4 separate regions of the Mus musculus genome follow, and all the other regions are linked to region 1. Evidence: chromatin contacts called from public promoter capture Hi-C data. All regions are on one chromosome and are shown on one strand. The core of a region is the stretch at or near the end of the contact, and the rest is flanking DNA. Distances in the headings are between cores, read along the strand shown. Region 1 holds the start of Tespa1 (thymocyte expressed, positive selection associated 1). Region 2 holds the start of Shmt2 (serine hydroxymethyltransferase 2 (mitochondrial)). Region 3 holds the start of Nemp1 (nuclear envelope integral membrane protein 1). Region 4 holds the start of Stat2 (signal transducer and activator of transcription 2).

Region 1 (3,234 bases), core at 269-2,768:
GTTCTTTTGTGATTGGGTTACCTCACTCAGGATGATGCCCTCCAGGTCCATCCATTTGCCTAGGAATTTCATAAATTCATTCTTTTTAATAGCTGAGTAGTACTCCATTGTGTAGATGTACCACATTTTCTGTATCCATTCCTCTGTTGAGGGGCATCTGGGTTCTTTCCAGCTTCTGGCTATTATAAATAAGGCTGCTATGAACAAAGTTTGGAGATGTGACGAAAGGATGGACCATCTAGAGACTGCCATATCCGGGGATCCATCCCATAATCAGCTTCCAAACGCTGACACCATTGCATACACTAACAAGATTTTGCTGAAAGGACCCAGGTATAGCTATCTCTTGTGAGACTAGGCCGGGGCCTAGCAAACACATATGTGGATGCTCACAGTCAGCTATTGGATGGATCACAGGGCCCCCAATGGAGGAGCTAGAGAAAGTACCCAAGGAGCTAAAGGGATCTGCAACCCTATAGGTGGAACAACATTATGAACTAACCAGTACCCCGGAGCTCTTGACTCTAGCTGCATATGTATCAAAAGATGGCCTAGTTGGCCATCACTGGAAAGAGAGGCCCATTGAACTTGCAAACTGTATATGCCCCAGTACAGGGGAACACCAGGACCAAAAAGTGGGAGTGGGTGGGTAGGGGAGTCGGGGGGAGGGTATGGGGGACTTTTGGGATAGCTTTGGAAATGTAAATGAGGAAAATACCTAATAAAAATATTTTAAAAAAGAAAAGAAAAAAGAAAATGAACATGGCTCAGTGAGTAAAGTTGCCTTCTAATAAGCTTGATGACCTGAGTTCAAACCCAGGATCTACATGGTGGAAGGAGAAGATTGACTCCTTCAAACTGTCCTCTAACCTCCACATGCATGCTGTGACAGGGGCATGAACACACACACACAGAGAGAGAGAGAGAGAGAGAGAGAGAGAGAGAGAGAGAGAGAGAGAATGAGAGAGAGGGAGGGACAGAGAGAGAATATGCACACACAGAAACATAGATAAATCCAATAAAAATTTTTAAAAAGAAGTTAATGCATAAAAATTGCTTTCATTAATAGTATTTATGAAGAAGCTTCTGGGGGGTCTACCTGAGTGTGAAAGAGTTATGAAAAATCCCAAGTAGGGTGAAGTCCTCAACTATAGAATAAATGTGAGTAGATTTTATGGAGAGACAAGTCTAATTTTTAAATCATTTTCTACATTTTCTATGTACATTTGGCTACAGGAGTAGATTCTAACTGTTTCTAATTATATTAGAGGAAGACTTTTCCAGATTCCCATTGTCTAGTGGGCAATACCCCTCCCTAGGTGTAAAAAACTGAAGTCGCTGCAAGCAGCCATTTCAGGGGATGGGCTCTGCCTGTAAGCTTATGGGTGATAGATGCTTTATTCTTCTGTCTCCTAAGCTAGAGCAGAGGATGTGGCTGGCTAAGAGGCAGAGGCCGTGCAGATGCATGTACAGATATCTCTGTGTTCTCTCACATCCGCTTCCTCTTTTGAGCTGACAGTTGAATGAGAACAGAGAGAAAGTCACAGTCTGCGATATGAAACTATCACACAGCCCTCATCTCTAGCACCACTCCTGAGAAAGATTCAACCCTGTTTCGAGAACTTTCTTACCTCTGGTAAGTGTAGTTTTCTTTGGCTTTAGAGTGGAACTGATATAGAGTTATAGATAGTTATAGAGAAAAGGATATGGGTCAGGGGGGAAAAATCTGGCCTCCAAGTTAAGAGATTTATCAGGAGAGAAACTTTCATTCCTGACCTTAACTCTACAGCCTCATCATTGGAACTATTGAGCAGAGATGCCTCTTCCCATCCTCCTGGCTACCAGATGTTATTGTTCTGGGGTCATGAATCATGGCCTTTTTGATGAACTGAATTGCTATTCACAAAATTCCTTTTTTCTCATGAGAATTCTTAGCATCTTGCTAAACTCATATGTGTGGCCATTTAATTCTATTTTCAATTATGAAAAGCTGTGAACAAGAGAAGTTTCCTGGTTTGATGATAGGTTCTTTTTAGTTCCCTTATCTCTGAATTTGGGAATATACAAACCTGGCCTGACTTTTCTCTCAGCTTTTCTTTGGAATCTTCAGCAAAAGATGTGGAGATAAAGTGTTGTGAGGTATATAAAAATTACTATGTGGGAAAATTTGCACAGTTGGATAATGACAGGCCAAATTTACTAAAGGCCCATGGTTCACATTTTATGAAGACTAGGGTTTTGCCTTATATCTCATTTAAATATGTTGACCTCTCAGTGACCTATATAATATTGGGGCTGGCATCTCCAACACCCTTTGTTTCAGGGTAGCTATCCATCTGTATCCTGGTAAAGGAGGAGGCATGGAAATATCATTCACACTGGGTTTTTCCCACAACCCACTTTATCCCACAACCCATTTTATCCCACAACCCACTTTATCTGTGGGTAGAAGAGGCAATGTAGGGATTTAGGGCAGAGCCCCATCAAGATAAAAGTGTACTGTAGAAGTAGTTTAGTAAGATAATAAGCATTTAAAACAATGCCCAAGGAAATATTTGTGACTTCGTATATCACAAAGGTCCTTAATTGGAGGTTTTATACAATTCATGAGTAATTAGAGGTTGGAAGCTTGCAAATGCCCAAGCTTCTGATTCAGCAGATATTCAGCTTGAGCAGTAAGAGCCAGGGATCTGCAGGTCCTAAATCATGACCATTGGTTTAAAAAAAAAAAAAAAAAGAGCTCAAAAGGCCAGGTTTGTTGGTTGACTTCTACAGAAAATGTTATCATAGATAGCAAGATAAAGCTATAGAAGGAGGGATAGAAAAAGAGCCAACAAACACAGGCACTCAGACAGATTTAGAGGCTATTTATAACCAGACTAATAATGTTCTCTTAACTCCTTCGATCCTCTGAAAGTTAAGATATTTTCTAGGATGAAGCACTATATAGTGATGTGGAGAGACTTTTAGGTTCAAGTTCTGAGATTCAGATTCTAATAGAAAGTTGGGTCTTGGCTCGTGTCTTAGTCTTGACCCATGTCATGACTCAAGCTTCAATCTGAATGGCAGCAATGGAAAAGTCGCAAGCATTACTTTCTATGTGTAGACTCATAGCTGCCTGATTTCCACTTAGAGGTTAAGGAAAGTGACTAACCCAAAAGCCACAGCCCTATGCTCAACCCATACCCGGGCCCAGTGAGAATGGCCAAAACACAGATTTGGGCTGAGAAGAGA
Region 2 (3,234 bases), core at 397-2,896, 2.8 Mb before region 1:
AAAAGCTCTTTTGAATCTGACAGGGAGGCGTGGAGAAGTCACTACCGTGACCGCAGGTGACGTGGTGTTCCCTGCGCGCACCGTAGCTCGCGCTCTTTGACCCATATCCTCACGTCCTACCTCTGAGGCGATGAGCTCCAGGCCGCGACACTGTCTGTCCTTCTCCCTCTGCAGAAGCTCCCACATCTCAGGGTCACTGTCTGATAAACTCTCCTGGCCCGTCCAACCTCCAGCTGCTTCCCCAGCCTGCGTCTGGGCCACCTTGCTGTGCTGGGCCCGGGCAGCCATGCAGACCAGCTGACCACATCTCTGCAGAGGCTCAGGGCAGAAAGGCCAGGGTTAATTAAAAATTGTCCAGATCTCTTCTCCCAGCTGCCCTCAGTCATGGGTACAGATCGAGCCCTCTGGCTAAGTACGCAGCCTGGTCCGGCCAGCAGTCAGTGCTCTCTACCCCCACTTTCATCTTGAATAGCAAGTTCTAGAGTCAAAGGTTCAGATCATTATCCAAAGGGCAGTTTTGGTCAACTCTAACACAACGCATCCCTAATCACCCTGAGTGACTCTGCAAAGTCACAGAGCAAAGCTTGTGCCCCAGAAGCCCATGTCCCTCCAATTCAGGTGAGAGACACTGCGATTCCAGAGTCTCCCCACACACAGGAACAAAATGACCATCCTAAGGTCCTGGCTGCTCTTGTGGGGGACAGCGGTTCATCTTCCAGCACCCACAAAACAGCTAACAACCATCTGTAACTCCAGTTCCAAGAGATCTGATGCCCTCCTCTGACCTCTGTGGGTACCCAGGCATGCACGCAGTGCACACACAGTGCAGTTAAAATATTCATAAACATAAGAGGTGGACTTCCTGCAGGGCCTCCGGACATGAATACCTCCATGAGAGAAGATACCAAGCTAACAGGGCTTAACACCAGAGGCTTTTAAAGGGTGGTTTCCAGAGCAACCTTTAAAAAGTAGGAGGATAGACTTTTAAGCAGTTCTTGGAAAGAGTTGTGTACTGGCGGGAGTTGGGGTAGGCTGAAGGTGTTTGCCCAAAATCTTAATTTTATCTCACACTCACAGACACACACACACAGCACCTCGCTACCTCCTTCCTGCCCACACAGCAGCAGGACCCTTGCGTGATGAAAGTACTGAGGCTCGGTTGCATCATCTCCATAGCTCAGAGCTGGCGGGAAAAATTCAACTAGCGCATCGAAGCCGGGAACCCCACTTGTTTGCTAGGATATTGTTAACACAGCGTCTGCGGACCTTTACCTTAAGAGTCGTGTCAACTGGGTGACTACAAGACCCTACCTAGGTCGTCTGATCGCCAGAACTAGGGGCCCAGCCACCGCACATGTGCTGTCTCAGGGATTTCCTGGTTAAGCATCTGTTCCCCGAGGCCCCAGAACACGTGCAGCAAGGAGCCAGGAGAACCCCACTTTGGGTGGGCCTTTCCACTGATCATCCAGTAAACAGAACCCTGTTCTTACCCGAGTGGTCCGAAGCAAAGAGAAGGATACCATCGCTACAGGAGGCACAGGAGGACTAGCCACTAACTCTGTATCGGTGTAGTACCGGGGTCGAAAACCAGCTGCTCTTAGAACGCGTGCGCGAGAAAATTGCCCCCGTGAAGTTCGAGTGAAAGAGGCGTTCCCTGCGCATGCGCAGTACTGGGTTTTTTTAAAAAATTGCCTTCTGGGAATTGTAGTTTTTTACTTTGCTCTTTCCCATCTATACAAGTCCCGGTATGGAGAGCTTTGCCTGAAAAGTTCTTAGACTTAAAGCTCCTCCATGTCCTTTCTTGAAGCTCTTCAGAGTTTCTGTTTTGTTTTTCCTTCCGGTTTTCCAGGCAAGCGCTTTTTGGTTTGTTTGTTTGTTTGTTTATTTTCGTGTGGTTTATGCCTACCAAGCATATCTAGCATATGGTTCTCAGGGAGATTTAAAACATATTTAGAAGATAAATACACACAGTGAAAGCAGATATAGTTTGAAAGGGTAAAAGACTCAAATCCTTGCTTTAGGATTACAACACAAAGTCCTCCGTTTCTTCCAATGTTAAACCATGACATTGTCATTCCAGTACTAGGGAAGTGGAGACAGAGAGATTGAAAGGTCAAGGCTAGTAGCCTCAGCTACATGTGAAGTTAGAGGACAGTGGACCTCAGATGAGCCTGTCACACTTTGCCCACTCCAACACAAAGAGCTTGTAGAAGGGATTAAATGAAACTTCGCATTCGGACGCTGGCTCCGGTGGGTTGTCCTCTTCCCCTGACTCACAGCCTGCCTCCTCTGTGTCTATCCAGCTGTCAGGTGAGAGCAGAGTAGCCATCCCTCCTCTTCTCACACGGTTTGCATTCGTTTCTTATTTACATCTCCCTTACTCCCCAGCAGTCGCCCACTTCTTTTTTTGTTTTTGTTTTTTTTGGGGGGGGGGTTGTTTTGTTTTGTGTTTTGTTTTTTTGTTTTTGTTTTTGTTTTTTGTTTTTGTTTTTTGAGACAGGGTTTCTCTGTGTAGCCCTGGCTATCCTGGAACTCACTCTGTAGACTAGGCTGGCCTCGGACTCAGAAATCTGCTGGCCTCTGCCTCCTGAGTGCTGGGATTAAAGGCGTGCGCCACCACCGCTTGAGGACATCTTCTTAAGGCCTCTGCTCAGAGACACACAACCAAACCTCTTGGGGATTCCAGGAAGCAGTGGTTTTGAGAACCATTGGCCTCTGATAGCCATTTTATACCTTTACTCATTCAGTAGACATTTAGCCATGCCTTAGCCCTGGAGACACAAGGGGCTCACTAATAGTGACCCAGACAACACGAAACACTTCACTTTGTTCTCTTATACCCAGATAAGAGGGAGGGAGGGAGGGAGGGAGGGAGGGAGGGAGGGAGGGAGGGGGGGAAGGGGGGAAGGGAGGGGGGAGGGATGGATGGAGGGAAGGAGGGAGACAGAGACAGAGACATAGCCCTGTGAGTCAGGTTTTGGTGGTGGTTTTTGGGTTCAGTTTTTTTGGGGGGAGGTGGGGTGGAGTTGTTTTTTGGTTTTTGGAGACAGGGTTCCACTGTATATCACTAGCTGTCTTGGAACTCTCTGTGTAGACCAGGCTGGCTCAAACTCACAGAGCTCTGCCTGCCTCTGCCTCCCCAGTGCTGGGACTGAAGGGGTGTGCCACCACTGTGCTCACTGTGAGGTCTTTGTTCTGTTTCCTTTTCAGTGCTAGAGATAGAATCTAGGGGCT
Region 3 (3,234 bases), core at 252-2,751, 2.6 Mb before region 1:
CTGTTAACCTTGACATTAAAAGTTTTTTTTTTTTTTTTTTTTTTTTTTTATCAATCGATCCATTAATTGTGTGGGGGGTATTGTGTGCCACAGAGTCAGTATGGAGGTCCTGTGGGAGCAGAAGTTGGTTTTCTCCTGTCATATGAGTTCTAGGTTTACACAACCGAGCCATCGCAATAAGCCATCTATATGTGTGTATAAATGTGCATATACATGTATACATGTGTCTACACACAAGTGTGTGTATATATATGTGTGTGTGTATGTATGTGTATATATATATGTATATGTATATATATGTGTGTGTGTGTGTGTATATATATGTATGTATATACACACACATACAGGTTCTCACGGTTCAAACTCTATAATCCTGGCTACTCTTCAATTCTCAGCAAGCCTTCATTCTCAACTTCCCAAGTGATGGGATTACAAGCACGCCTTTAATCCCAGCACTTGGGAGGCAGAGGCAGGCAGATTTATGGGTTCAAGGCCATGGTCTACAGAGTGAGTTCCAGGACAGTCAGGGATACACAGAGAAACCCTGTCTCAAAAAACCAAAAAAAAAAAAAAAAAAAAAAAAAAAAGGTGCTTCAATTTTCAATTTCTGTAAGTGCTACACACACAGTGCCTGGACTGCAAGTACTGGGAGGCACCTAAGCCACAGAAAGAACTTAGATTTGAGCTCAGAACCTACTTTGTGTTTTTTCTCTCTCTCTTAGCCTTGGCTTTTTTTTTTTTTTTTCCCAAATGGAGAGGATAAGCTGTCTTAATTATCACTTGTTTCGTTTCAAAACCAGAAATGCTCGGGACTTGTAGTTTATTCCTGTGGCGTTGGTGATTGAAACGAGGGCCTTGTGCACAGTTTAGCTACATCTTCAGTCAAAAAAGGAAACCGAAGCCAAATTAATACTTTTTTTTGGTGTTTTGTTTTCTGTTTGTTTTTTTCTTGCAGTGCTGGGGATCGAAGTCAGAGTTTCTATCTCAGCTCTATCTCTACATTTTCAAACGTTGTTTATGCCTGCAAAACCTTGACAACGCACAATAATCCTGTACTTATTGCTGAAATATTTCAGAACTTTGGAGACAGGCTGGCAATCATTTTACCTTAAAAAACGGTCACGGGAGAACCTTACTCGTGAAGAGTTGCCACTGGCTAGCATGTCATAAAAGGGCCGAGGAAGAAAGGAAAGAAAAACTAGAAGAGACGTTTCGATGGAAACACGCAGTCCAGGAGGCCTCCTCTCATTCTGATTTCCTATTGGGTAAGCTTTCCATCAATCTCATTTGTAAATAAACCGCGGACGGAAGCAGATTGCGGGGAAAGGGCGGGCTCTTCCTGTCGTCACTGCCAGGATTGGCGTTGCTAGGAGGTGTGGCTCCTAGGGGCGCGGGAGGGCGGAGCGCGCGAGGCCCCGCCTGCTCCACGGGTGGGGGTGGGGGCGGGTCTCGCAGCCGATTGGCTGCCGGCGCTGCCCGTTCGGAGACAGTTGCTGAGGAGGGGCACGCGAGGAGGAGGCGGTGTGAGGCATCCATGGCGGGAGGAATCAAAGTGTCGGTGTGGTCGGCGGTTGGTCCAGGGCCCCGGTGCTGGGGGGCCGGGGGCGGCGGCGGCGCCACATGGCTGCTCTTGGTCGTCGCCGGCTGCGTGGTCTGCGGCTCAGGTACCACCCGGGCAGCGGCTGCCCAGGGGTCGGGCGCGAGGGCGTTAAATGTGGAAAAGTGGTTTCTTATCCCGAGGGTGCGGCCCGTTACTCGGAGCAGCTCGGGACGCTGAGTGAGACGCTCCAGGGACGGTCCGCACTGACGGGTCCCGGGCCGCCCTCCGGACAGCTCGGGTCGGGCGGAGGCCTGAGCCTTCCCCAGGAAGGGAGGCCTGGGCTGGTTGACACCCTTTAGGGGGGAAACCACGGAGGGGCTCCGAGGTGCTGCTAGGTCTCTTGAATTTCTGAGTTAAAACGGATTTCTGGGTTTCGCCCTGAAATAGGTCAGGAGAAAGCAAACGCCCCACTCATTCAGTTTACTAAAAACACCCCAGGGATGGATCTGTCTCGGTACAGTGGAATAGAGTTCACCTGAATGTTTTTCAAGACAGGGTCTCTCAGGGTAGCCCCTGGCTGTTCTGGAACTCACACCTTAGACCGGGCCGGCCTGGAGTTGAGAGACCCACCTGCCTCTGCCTCCTGTGTGCTGGGATTAAAGGTGTGTGCCACCACTGGCCTCCTGTTAAGATCCTCCTCCCAAATAGCTCCGGAGAACACACCTGGAGTCATTATACTCCAGTTGCCCAGGAAAGATAAGAGGCCATCCGCTTAAGCGGGACGTAGTTCCTAAGTTTATTCATTCTTTCAAGCACATTCATTTTGTACTTTCTGCTGGACAGTCAACTCCGGACTAGGTAAGAAACTTATTTTGTGATCCCGACCAGAAAAAAAAAAAATTAAAAGTTGATAAGAAATCGTGTTTTCCCTCCCTTGTTAAATAGTGGCCGGGAAAATAAGTGATGTTTGCCAACATCCACTGGAGGGAGTAGCAACTCCAGAGAATAAAGACAGCCAAGGCGTGTAAGCACACATCCACTCTCATACTGCCCCCTTCCGTTCCTGCCTGCCTGTCACTTGCTCTCACTTGTGGCTTTAAGATCAACACCCATAAATATATTGTTCAAGAGGGACTGGAGACTTCTTTTGGGAAGAGAGTATATGTCCAGGAAAGATTCTTTTCCGGATCAGGGCCTAAAAGCCTAGAACAGGATTTGGAAGGACTGTCACCTGAATAAACTGTCAAAATGGGGCCTCGGGGTGTGAGGACATAAGGAGATACTAAGCACAGTCAGCAGTTCCTTTGAGATTTCCTTTACAGGACACTGGGGATTGAAACGGAAAGCAAAAAGCCAGGCATAGTGGCTCAGAACTTTACTCCCAGCACTTGGGAGGCCAAGGGAGACAGATCTCTCCAGTTCGAAGATAGCCTGGTTGGTCTACGTAGTGAGTTCCAGGACAACCGGAGCTACCTACACCTGGAAACAAATAAGCAAATAATAAAATAACTTAAAAAAAAAAAGTGCCGGGCGTGATCGTGCACGCCTTTAATCCCAGCACTTGGGAGGCAGAGGCAGACAAATCTCTGAGTTCAAGGCCAGCCTGGATTACAGAGTGAGTTCCAGGACAGCCAGGGCTACACAGAGAAACCCTGTCTGGAAAAACCAACCAACCAACAACAACAAAAGTAACC
Region 4 (3,234 bases), core at 400-2,899, 2.1 Mb before region 1:
ACTTCCCATATCCTTACCCCTTTGCTAAACAGAACATAAGCTTGGAGGTAGGTGGTAGATTGGGGGTTCCCTGAATCTTGGGCTCCCTGCAGACTATAACCTTCAAAGACATGGTCTGCATGTTTTGGGGTTCTCCCTTTTTCCAGGGTGCTCAGCTCCTGACATGCATAGCCTCCGACTCATCCTGATGTCAATCCAGCTGCTTTGCTATCTCCTGCTGTGTCCTGTGGATGCCACTTCACACGGAGAGGCAACCAGTGTCTCTACGGTGCTCCCTCCCTCGAAGTTGGGATACCAGATGCAGACCTCAGACAAGCCCTTGTCCTGCCAGATGCTGCTCCCCAAGTCCCTGCCTGGCTTCACTTACATGCCCCCTGTCTCCAAATTCCTGGTAGGCCTGGCTCTAAGGAATGCTCTGGAGGCAGCTGGCTGCCAGGCTGAGGTCTGGGCTCTTCAGCTTCAGCTTTACCGATTAGGAGGTGTGGAGGCTACACAAGCCCTCATCCACCATCTCCAGGAGCTCCAGAAGAGTGGACACACAGACCGGGAAGTGTCTGTGGATGCCCTGTCCTCTGCTCTGCAGCTCTTAGCCTGGGAGCAGCCAGGTCCAAAGAGGGCCAAACGTTCGATTTCCAACACAGACTGCGACAATGATCAGGAACAGAGTGTCCACAATGTGGTTGACCTACTACCAGCAGTAGGCACCTACTACAACCTAGGCACAGCTTTGTATTACGCCATTAAGAACTGCTCTGACAAGGCCAAGGAACGAGGTCGAGATGGGGCCATAGATCTGGGTTATGATCTCTTGATGGCCATGGTAGGCGCGTCAGGGGGCCCAGCTGGTGCGGTGATCACGGCTGCTCTTAAGCCAGCGATGAAGGCTGGGGTTCAGCGGCTGATCCAGTATTATTATGATGAGAAAGAGGTGACCACCCCTCAGCCAGAGGTGACCACCCATCAGCCAGAGACCGGAAAGGATGCCACCACAGATATCGGTGTTGTGGAAGAAATAGCCATGTCTAATTTTGTGTCAGAAGTTGAAAGTACAACTTCTAACTGGGAGTGGCCTTTATTAAAGAACTATGGTGTCTTGGCGTACAAGAGATAGTAACAAAACAACCAATAAGTGGAAAATTCTGACAAGAGAAGTGTAGATGGATGGATGGGTGGGTGGATGGTTTGGGATACTGTCATCGCTTGCCAGTAATTTCCTTCTTGAAACTTAGATTTTTACACTCTAATGGGGCTGGCTAACTTCCACCTGAACAAGTGATTATAGAAATTAAAAAGCGTTATCATGAACCCACAGTATTTATCATTCATATCCTCAAAAATACCTTATTACCTCAGCTCTTCCCTCCCTATCCTAAGGGACGCAGGTCCCACCCTTTCTATGGAGTCCTAGGTGCCTTCACGCACCCTGGTTTCAGTTTCCTTTCCCTAGAACTCACGGTTCGGTTCGGGTAAATCAGCTGCTAGAATTCCTGGCTAAGACTTTAGTTGGGCTCCGCCCGACTAGGGGGGCGGGAGCGGGCACTAACGAGCTTCTCCCTCTCCGCCAATCACTGAAGTCGGCGGTGTGGTTTCAAGCAGCTTGTCCAGCCCAGCGCTGAACGGGGTTGTGTTTCAGCCAATGAGAGTGACACGCGGGGAGGGCGTGGCTAAGCTTTCGGTCGCCCCACCGATCCCGGAACGCCGAGCGTCCACAGCCGGGTGATCCATTCCGCCAGCCGGGTGACCCATTCCGCTGTTCGCTATCTTGGTCCGCCGGAGTCGGGGGAGGGTGGAAAACGGGTCCTTGAACCGCTTGGAGAATTGGAAGTTGCAGCGAGAGCACTGGAAGGAGCGGCACTGGACCCTCAGAAGGTACAGGCCCCGAAAGGGTGTGCGGAGCGGGGCGGAGGTGCCAGCCGGTTCCCGGGAAGGGCTGCTGCCCCGGGTGATGCCCCTGTAGACAAGGCTTCTGCTCTCTGGCTGAAGTCGAACACCCTGCAGGATGCTGCACCGCTGCACAGTTCTACTTCTCAACCCTGTCGACTTCCTTCCAAAACTCCTCCGCAACCCTTGCAGCTGCTCTATGTACCCATTATGATCCTTGTCATAAGCCAAAGCTTTAACCTCTGCTCTGCGAATCTATTTACTTATTTGTTTGCTTCCTTATTATATTTTTAAAATTTGTATGCATGTTGTGTTTATGTACTAGGTGCGTGCCTGAATTGGCCAGAAGAGGGCCGAATTTACTAGGACTGGAGTTAAGATGGTTGTGAGCAGCCATGTGGGGGCTGGGAACCGAACCCAGGTCCTCTGGAAGAGCAGCCAGTGCTCTTAACCATGGAGCCATCTCTCGAGGCCCTTTACATAATTTTTGATCCTTGCACAAATAAATAAATAAATAAGAAAGACATCCTTGATCATTATGTGTGTGTGTTTGTATAATATATATATATACACATATGTATATATATATATTATATACATATAATACATATAAACTATAGTCCTAGAGGTGAAACTGTTTGCTTAAGGTTACACACAAAGTCTAGTTTATTTCAGAAAACCTTATTCAGTGCAAAACTGATATCGGAGAGTGAAGCCAACTAGAGAAAGTACTTTGTTGCAGCCCCTATAGCCTACGTGCAGTTAGTTCACTTAGGCAGACTTTGGGTGTGAGGGTTGAGACAGGGTTTCTCTGTGTAGCCCTCCTGTCCTGGAAACTCAAAGATCCACCTGCCTCTTCCTCCCAAGAGCTGGGATTAAAGGTGTGCACCAACACCACCCGTCAAGTTTTTGTTTCTTAGAAGCAATACAGGCATATAATTTAAAGAGTCAAGTACCCGTTTGGAGCTGTAGCTCAACCAAAGCTTTCACAGAGAGTAAGGCACGAGGATCAAGGATTGCAAGAAAGCTAAAATGAAAACAAACATTTTGTTTGAAGAGAGATTGGATCAGGGCTATGGAGATGGTTCTTCAGTTAAGAGCACTGTCTGCCCTCCCAGATGTCCTGAGTTCAATTCCCAGCCATGGTGGTTCACAACCATCTATAATCCTAGAGTCCTATAGGATCCAATGCCGCTTCTGATCTGTGGGTGAACATGCAGACAAAACATCCAACATATACATAAAATAAAATTTTTAGAAGGAGAATAATTGGATCTCCTGCCCAATCTCTTCCCTTCTCCATTCCTGCCTTTAAGGAAAGAAAGTCAACGCCTGGACTCTAGGTGGCAATGT

What was found. Promoter capture Hi-C pulls out the DNA fragments that hold promoters and counts their contacts.
Region 2: a promoter capture Hi-C map of pre-B cells shows a contact between it and region 1, with 4 times the contacts expected there. The contact joins the promoter of Shmt2 here to the promoter of Tespa1 in region 1. A contact is called at or near these places in 2 of 39 promoter capture datasets (the C10 cell line and pre-B cells).
Region 3: a contact with region 1 is called in a promoter capture Hi-C map of pre-B cells, with 7 times the contacts expected there. The contact joins the promoter of Nemp1 here to the promoter of Tespa1 in region 1. A contact is called at or near these places in 2 of 39 promoter capture datasets (the C10 cell line and pre-B cells).
Region 4: a contact with region 1 is called in a promoter capture Hi-C map of pre-B cells, with 2.3 times the contacts expected there. The contact joins the promoter of Stat2 here to the promoter of Tespa1 in region 1.

What each region holds. Positions count from the first base shown.
Region 1 is chr10:130,321,334-130,324,567 of GRCm38.p6, forward strand. Tespa1 (thymocyte expressed, positive selection associated 1) reads left to right here and starts at 1,519. Exons shown (of 9, transcript NM_183264.4): 1 at 1,519-1,636.
Region 2 is chr10:127,520,798-127,524,031 of GRCm38.p6, forward strand. Shmt2 (serine hydroxymethyltransferase 2 (mitochondrial)) reads right to left here and starts at 1,647. Exons shown (of 12, transcript NM_028230.4): 1 at 1,491-1,647; 2 at 121-318. The coding sequence starts at 1,523.
Region 3 is chr10:127,675,564-127,678,797 of GRCm38.p6, forward strand. Nemp1 (nuclear envelope integral membrane protein 1) reads left to right here and starts at 1,502. Exons shown (of 9, transcript NM_001113211.1): 1 at 1,502-1,664. The coding sequence starts at 1,535. It overlaps Gm16230 (a long non-coding RNA gene), which reads right to left and starts at 1,196. Exons shown (of 4, transcript XR_872178.1): 1 at 1,108-1,196.
Region 4 is chr10:128,268,849-128,272,082 of GRCm38.p6, forward strand. It overlaps Stat2 (signal transducer and activator of transcription 2), which reads left to right and starts at 1,650. Exons shown (of 24, transcript NM_019963.2): 1 at 1,650-1,869. Apof (apolipoprotein F) reads left to right here. Exons shown (of 2, transcript NM_133997.3): 2 at 147-2,402. The coding sequence starts at 164. The coding sequence ends at 1,111.